2 separate regions of the Manis javanica genome follow, and region 2 is linked to region 1. Evidence: chromatin contacts called from public Hi-C data. All regions are on one chromosome and are shown on one strand. Each heading gives the region's core, a stretch centred on a gene start, on an enhancer-like site or on the middle of the called end of the contact. The rest is flanking DNA. Distances are from core to core; before and after follow the strand shown. Region 1 holds the start of LOC108398423 (dol-P-Glc:Glc(2)Man(9)GlcNAc(2)-PP-Dol alpha-1,2-glucosyltransferase). Region 2 holds the start of YARS2 (tyrosyl-tRNA synthetase 2).

What was found. A called contact is a pair of places that touch in the nucleus more often than the background predicts.
Region 2: a contact with region 1 is called in a Hi-C map of blood, with 9 times the contacts expected there. The contact joins the promoter of YARS2 here to the promoter of LOC108398423 in region 1. A contact is called at or near these places in 2 of 2 Hi-C or Micro-C datasets (blood and fibroblasts).

The regions. Positions count from the first base shown.
Region 1 is chr15:5,633,222-5,636,371 of MJ_LKY, reverse strand. It overlaps LOC108398423 (dol-P-Glc:Glc(2)Man(9)GlcNAc(2)-PP-Dol alpha-1,2-glucosyltransferase), which reads left to right and starts at 1,642. Exons shown (of 3, transcript XM_017662414.3): 1 at 1,642-1,955; 2 at 3,014-3,150. The coding sequence starts at 1,785.
Region 2 is chr15:6,252,483-6,255,632 of MJ_LKY, reverse strand. It overlaps YARS2 (tyrosyl-tRNA synthetase 2), which reads right to left and starts at 1,654. Exons shown (of 5, transcript XM_073223276.1): 1 at 827-1,654; 2 at 1-12. The coding sequence starts at 1,608. It overlaps LOC118970872 (a long non-coding RNA gene), which reads left to right and starts at 1,590. Exons shown (of 3, transcript XR_005059042.2): 1 at 1,590-1,725.

The DNA of each region.
Region 1 (3,150 bases), core at 393-2,892:
CAGTTCAGTACACAGATCTCATACCTTTGTCCCATATCCTTCCTCCGCTTTTCACTCCCCCTCAACCCTAGCATAAAAATTCTCAGGTTGAATTGTTTCTGCGGGTCTTCACTTCCTTAAGAAGTCTCCTGCCTCCGTAAAACATATTAAATAAATTGCATAGTTTCTCTTGTCAGTCTGTCTTTTATTACAGAGGACCCAGTTGAGAACTTAAAAGAGTAGCGGGAAATGCTATTTCCCCTCCTCTGCAGCTTGTGTATCACAACCGAGCAAGTCATGGGGTCTGGGGCCAATTATCCGTAGAACTTACAACCTTCTAGAAGGCTGACCATCTGGACATGATCTCAAATAGGTAAGTACAGCATGGAATCAATAATAAAATGGGAAATAACAAAGAAAACAAAGATAAACATCACAAAAAGCACATGACATGCTTTTTGTTTCCAGAGCTTTAAATATGCCCCTCCCCCTTATTCACCTGCTGCCCTTCTTATTAATGAGGAAATAGCAGAGACTGAATAAGGAGGCAGTCAATTTAATCTGACAGTCCTGCCCAAACTGGGAGAGCTCTTACCCAGAGAAAGGGCTGAACTGAGAACCCTGAGATTTGCAACTTTAAACAAAACCTGACTCTTTCTGATGTAGCCGCACCAAAGACAACCTCAGTCCAATAAGTCATTTTTCTACAAAACATTGCCAACTCTGCTCAAGGCAAAATTACAGGACGTTATTTATCTTCTGTGTTCTTCAAACACTTATTCTCACCTCCTTCCCTTAACTTCCAATACAGGAAATGTGTGAAGTCTACGCCACCTGTAAAAGTCTACAAATTTAAGAACTTAATATGTGAAAGCCGTTTTGGGGGACTGCAAAGAAAAGTGATGCATCGTGCCACCCAATAAGATGCTTATGACTTAGAAGGAAAAGCAGAATGCTGCAATAGGGAGATTAACGAGAATCAAATTTACAGGCACAAAGCAGCCTTCCTTATCTCAAATACCCCAAATCCTAAAATAATTAGTCCCCAACTCCCATACCGTACCGTGGCAATCAGAGTGGACTATGAATGAGGATTTAGCTAAAACCCTATTCGAGAGTATCGACATTTGAAAGCATATGCTTTCAACGCAAAACATCCCCTAATTAAATTCATTGAGCAGTGAAGAATTTCTCTTGGTTTGCATTTTACCCTGAAAGTCTCAATCTTAGCCTCCACAATCAATGCTTCCCTCCCACCCTCCAAAGTTAAAGAGATCAAATGTTTTGGAATTGCAGGTTTTAGTAATTTAGTTCACTTGAAAGAAAACCAGTAACCGGGGGTAAATGTGCAAATCTAAGTGGCCATTGCAAACGTGGGGAGATGGCGCCCTCTGCTGGTAAGGGATGGGGACGAGCAGGAACAAAGGCGAAAGTGCTTTGCGGATGTAAACCGCGGTTTTCCTTTCAAAGCGTCCGGCCAAGCCTCTCCCTAGCCGCGGGCCGCCGGAGCCCGCCCCTCCCTGCGGCTCTGGCCACTCAGTGCGCCCCGCGCCACATGATTGACAGCGCAGCAGCCCGGTCCGTTACCTAATCTCGTCCTCGGGAAACAACGACCCGACCCTTCCGGAAGCTCGCGGTCCGCGCTCTCCCGGCAGCCTTTGCCTTCCGGCTCAGCGCGGTCCCGTCCGGCCAGTCCCGCCTTGCGCGCCCATTTCGAGCCAGTTATAAGCTCGACGATCCAGGCTCCGGAAGCTGGCACCTTCTCTCCAGGACTGGGTTCCTGGGCGGCGGCTTCGGGGTCGAGCATGGCGCAGCTGGAGGGTTACTACTTCTCGGCTGCCCTGAGCTGCACCTTCTTGGCGTCCTGCCTGCTCTTCGCCGCCTTCAGCCGCGCGCTGCGGGAGCCCTACATGGACGAGGTCTTCCACTTGCCGCAGGCGCAGCGCTACTGCGAGGGCCGCTTCTCGCTCTCCCAGGTGGGCGCCCCTCGCCCTGGCCTCCCTGCGCCGGGATGTGGCGGGCGCTGCGGTCCGGCTCCCGTCGCAGCGCCGACACGCTAGCGAGGGAACGGAAGCAGGTCTGCCTGCCGGGAATCGGGGCTCGAGGTCGGCCAGCGGGGAGCTGAGGGGCCGCCCCTCCGGGCAGCCGGTAGCAGCTGCCCCAGGTTTTCGTCCCTATCCCGGCATTAGAGGCCTTGGGCTGCGCCCACGAGCTGTCTGCGAACCCCGCTGCGGGTGGGCAGGGCGGGCAGGGCGAGTCTTCAGCCGCCAAGAAAAGTTACACGAATCCTGTCCCTGGTGGTCTCGGGAACCTTCTGGATAAACTGACAGAGAAGTGGGCTCATGTTTGAGTATATAATTAACACATAGATACATAAAAAAGTAGACATCCTGCCTTTTCTGATGGAGCAATACAGAATAGTGGTCAGAAAGAGAGTCTGGTTTGAGAAAGACCTGATTTTAAATCTTGGCTCTGTTACTGACTAGTTACATGGCCTAAGACGTTTTCTGAGTTTCAGATTTCTCATCAAAAAATGACAGTAACAGTAGGATCTACTATAAGGAGTGTTGCAGGATTAAATAGAGGATTTAGCCCAATTCCTGCTCGTTCATATTACCTGTCACTCTGGAGCCTGTGGTTTAAATTCTTTAAACACTTGTTTCTCTCCAAATCTGCCAGAGTCCCAGCTGAAGCGGATGGTTTCATCAGTTTTAAAACTGAAGCATTTGTAATTTTAGAACCAAAACACAGGCTCTCTGCAGAGGAAGTCTTGGAAAACGGATATTGATTTTAAATTGCCTTCTGGTTGCTGGTATCTTAATAATCACAACGCGGTGCAGAGGCAAAATTATAAGCAAAACTTTCCTTTAGAGAAGAATCTGATCTGCCTGGGTCTTATTTTCCTGTGTCACAGAATAACTTCTTGAACTGCCCCGTTGCTGTTTTAACGGTCGGTGTCCTTTGAGATCTTCGTGTTGGTCCTGTCGTATTACCTCTTGCTTTGCTTCATTGGCGGCCTTTGATTTTTTTTAAGTGGGATCCCATGATTACTACGTTACCTGGCTTGTACCTGCTGTCGGTTGGAGTGGTCAAACCTGCCAGTTGGATCTTTGGATGGTCCGAGCATGTCGTTTGCTCCATTGGAATGCTCAGATTCGTAAATCTCCTCTT
Region 2 (3,150 bases), core at 405-2,904, 620 kb before region 1:
TCTCCAGTCAACCTGTGCAACGAAGAAGAACCTCAGTATGTGCTTCCAGTACACGTGGCCGCAGGTCGTGCTGAACACTCCTCACTTTTCAGTCTGGTCTCTGGATCTCAGAAAACGTCCTTGATCTCCTAAACCTGGATTCGTGTCCCTCTTGCGTGCTTTCACAGCGCTCACTCTGTTTGGCATTTGTTACGAACTGCAATTTAACCAGTGACTTTGGGCAAGGAACGAGGTGCTGCAGTAACTACAGCCTAGAAAATGGTAGAGGCTGGGTAGGAAATGAGAAAACTGGACAGAGTGGAAAGTCAGGCAGAGCTCCTAAAGATGTTTGAGAAGTTTTTTTAATGAGTAGCACATGCGCTAGCCCTGTAGTTCATCTTCCTCAAGAAAATGCCAATGAAATCTACAGTATTTGCCAAATATTTGGAATTAAAGAAAATTGTGTTGAGACTATCACTAGCTTCACGGAAGCTACTGAGCTGAAGCGGAGGCAACTCACGGACGCCTGGTCGCGTTTTAGTATAAACAATGAAAAGCAGTTTCTCAATCAGAAGACCTACCTACAGAGGATGCACAAAAGAATTCGAATTCTGACTATGCGTCTAGTTCCTGCAGAGCTCTAGAATACGTCCCATTCCTAACGCCGTCAATTCAGCCCTTCAGTTCTTACTATCTAGTGATATTAACACCTTTACAAACCTTCAATCGGGATAAAGAACACTAAGGGCTTGAACAGGTCATAACTGCACATTACTAACAGCGTATCACAGGCCATTCGTGTATAAACTATTTGGTCCCAGTAGTTTTCGGGTCTAGAGGCGCTTACTTGTGGATGAACTCGTATCCGGACACGATATTGCCCAGCTGATCAGACCCACCCAGCTGGACCCGGCATCCATAACGCCGGAACAGGTAGTAGAAATCATAGGCCTGGAGCACCTGGTACAGAAACTCGGCCAAGCTCATGCCCTCGGGGCTCTTGAGCCGCGATTGGACGCTCAGCCGGCTCAGCAGCGTGCCCATGCGGAAGTGGCCGCCCACCGCAGCCAGGAAGTCCACCAGGTGCTGCTCCTGGTACCAGCCCGAGTTGTCCAGCACCGTGAAGCTGCCCCAGGCCCGCCCGTTGGTGAAGAGCTGTCGGTGATGGGCTTCCAGGGCCTCGATCCCTTGGCGCAGGGCCTGCGCGTTGCTCCGCACGCGCTCTGCGTCCAGCGCCTCGCGCTCTTTGGTACGGCCGCTCGGGTCCCCCAGGCGCGCCGTGGCACCTCCCACCAGCGCGATCACGTTGTGGCCCGCTCGCTGGAAGTGAAACAGGCCCAGCAGCGCCAGCAGATGCCCCACGTGGAGCGAGTCGGCCGTGGGGTCGAAGCCGCAGTAGATGGTCTGGGGAAAGTTGCCCGCGATGCCACGGTCGAAGAGCTCTGGGAGCTCTATGTTCGTGCCCCTCTCGGGGAAGAACTCCTTGAACAGGCCCCGGGCCTTCTGCACGGCCAGCAGCCCCTGAGCGCCTGAGTGGGCCTCTCGCAGCCCCAGGGACAAGATCCCCGATGGGTCTGGGGCACTAAACCACCGAGCCCGGGAAAAACAGCGAAACACGGGCGCAGCCATCTTGGCGTGGCGCGCAGGGAACGTTGGGATTTTAGAGCTTCCCCCGCCCCGCCCTCCCGGAGCGCCCGCCTCCTGAGTCCCACGGAAGTGGCCGCGGGGTTCACTGCGCATGCCCAGGTAGGGCGGGCGGGAGCGGCGGGATGGGTGACCCGGCGGGTGCTGGCGTCCTCACTGCCCGCGGGGTGGGGTGGGGGGGTTCCTCCTCGCGTCCAGCTGCCTTAAGTCCCCTAAGATTTACTTTCCTCATCCGGAACGTGGCCGTGTTTACGGTGATAGCTCCTACCTCACAGGGCTGTGGTGAACATTAAGAATCAAAGAGATTGGCACAAGCTCCGTACAAATGTTAACTTTGTCTAAATTTTCACTTAAAAAATTGGGAGGCACAGGTTCTTTGAAGTCTTGGTCCTATGCAAAAACTTATTGCAGAGGCTGCGAGGGGTTAGGAGTCGGTCTAACTTGCGGAGAGAGGGGGAGTGGGCGCCCCGACGGCCGCCCTTCCGCAGGGCAGATTCCCCACGTGGCCGGCGGCGGCGTCCCCGCCGTTTCTTCGCTCCTCCAGGAGGCGGCAGTCCTGCCCAGGCTACAGCGGGAGAGCGTTCGGTACAGTGAGTTAAACGCAGAAAGAGCCTTATGTTTTATTTATTTATTTAGAGTTACAGGCAACCAGGTGGGACGCGGACGTGATTAGTGGATTCAGATTAGTGATCCCGCTGCCGCAGCGCGCCGGGTGCTCTCCGTGCTCCGGTCACCGGGGACGGGCGTCTCGCTGGCAGCTGGCTGGCGGGGGATCCCGCCTCAAAGCCACATTTTAGACTCATTTCCAGGACCACTTTCAGTGCCAGCTGGCTGACCTCGAGTTCCCCGGGAAGCGGACTCGAGTCAGAGATCTGTGTGCAGAAGGATTATTAGGGTTTGCTCTTCAGAACAGTATCTGTAATGTCCTGGTGGAAGCAGGGTGGGCAGAAGAAGTTGAACAGGTTCCCAGAGGCCTCGGACAATCCCCCAGCGCGCTCTGGAGCGGGCATTTCCTCTCAGAGGCATCCTGAATTGAAACAAGGGGGCAGGCCTTTGTGCCCTGTTATTGCCCAGTCATTAAATGCGGGTGCCCCTGGAGAGGAGGCACAACCTCGGGCAGGGCTTTGGCAGAGGGCGAGTTGCAGGAGAAGAAGTCATCTGCGAACCATCAGCAGCCGATATATTCACCAACTGGGCGACTCAGTGCCTCGGTCCTGAACTGGGCATCTGGGTCCTGAGCCGGGCATCTGGAGTGCCCCAACCATTCCTTACAGGACCTTTCCATTGCTTCACATTATAGAGTCGTTTAACAAAATGAAACACAATTTTACAAATTAGTTTCTTTGCATGTGAAATTATCAGGGAAGTGAGTTTCTCCTTGCCAAACCGTAACTTTGATAGGATTTTTATATACTTACTCAACAGTCTGTGACACATAATCCCAGATGCTGAAGAAAACAAGCAGGCTGTGCTATAACGTTTATGTTGCTATTCAAAATATCTTCAACTTTGCAGTTGTAACCTGTT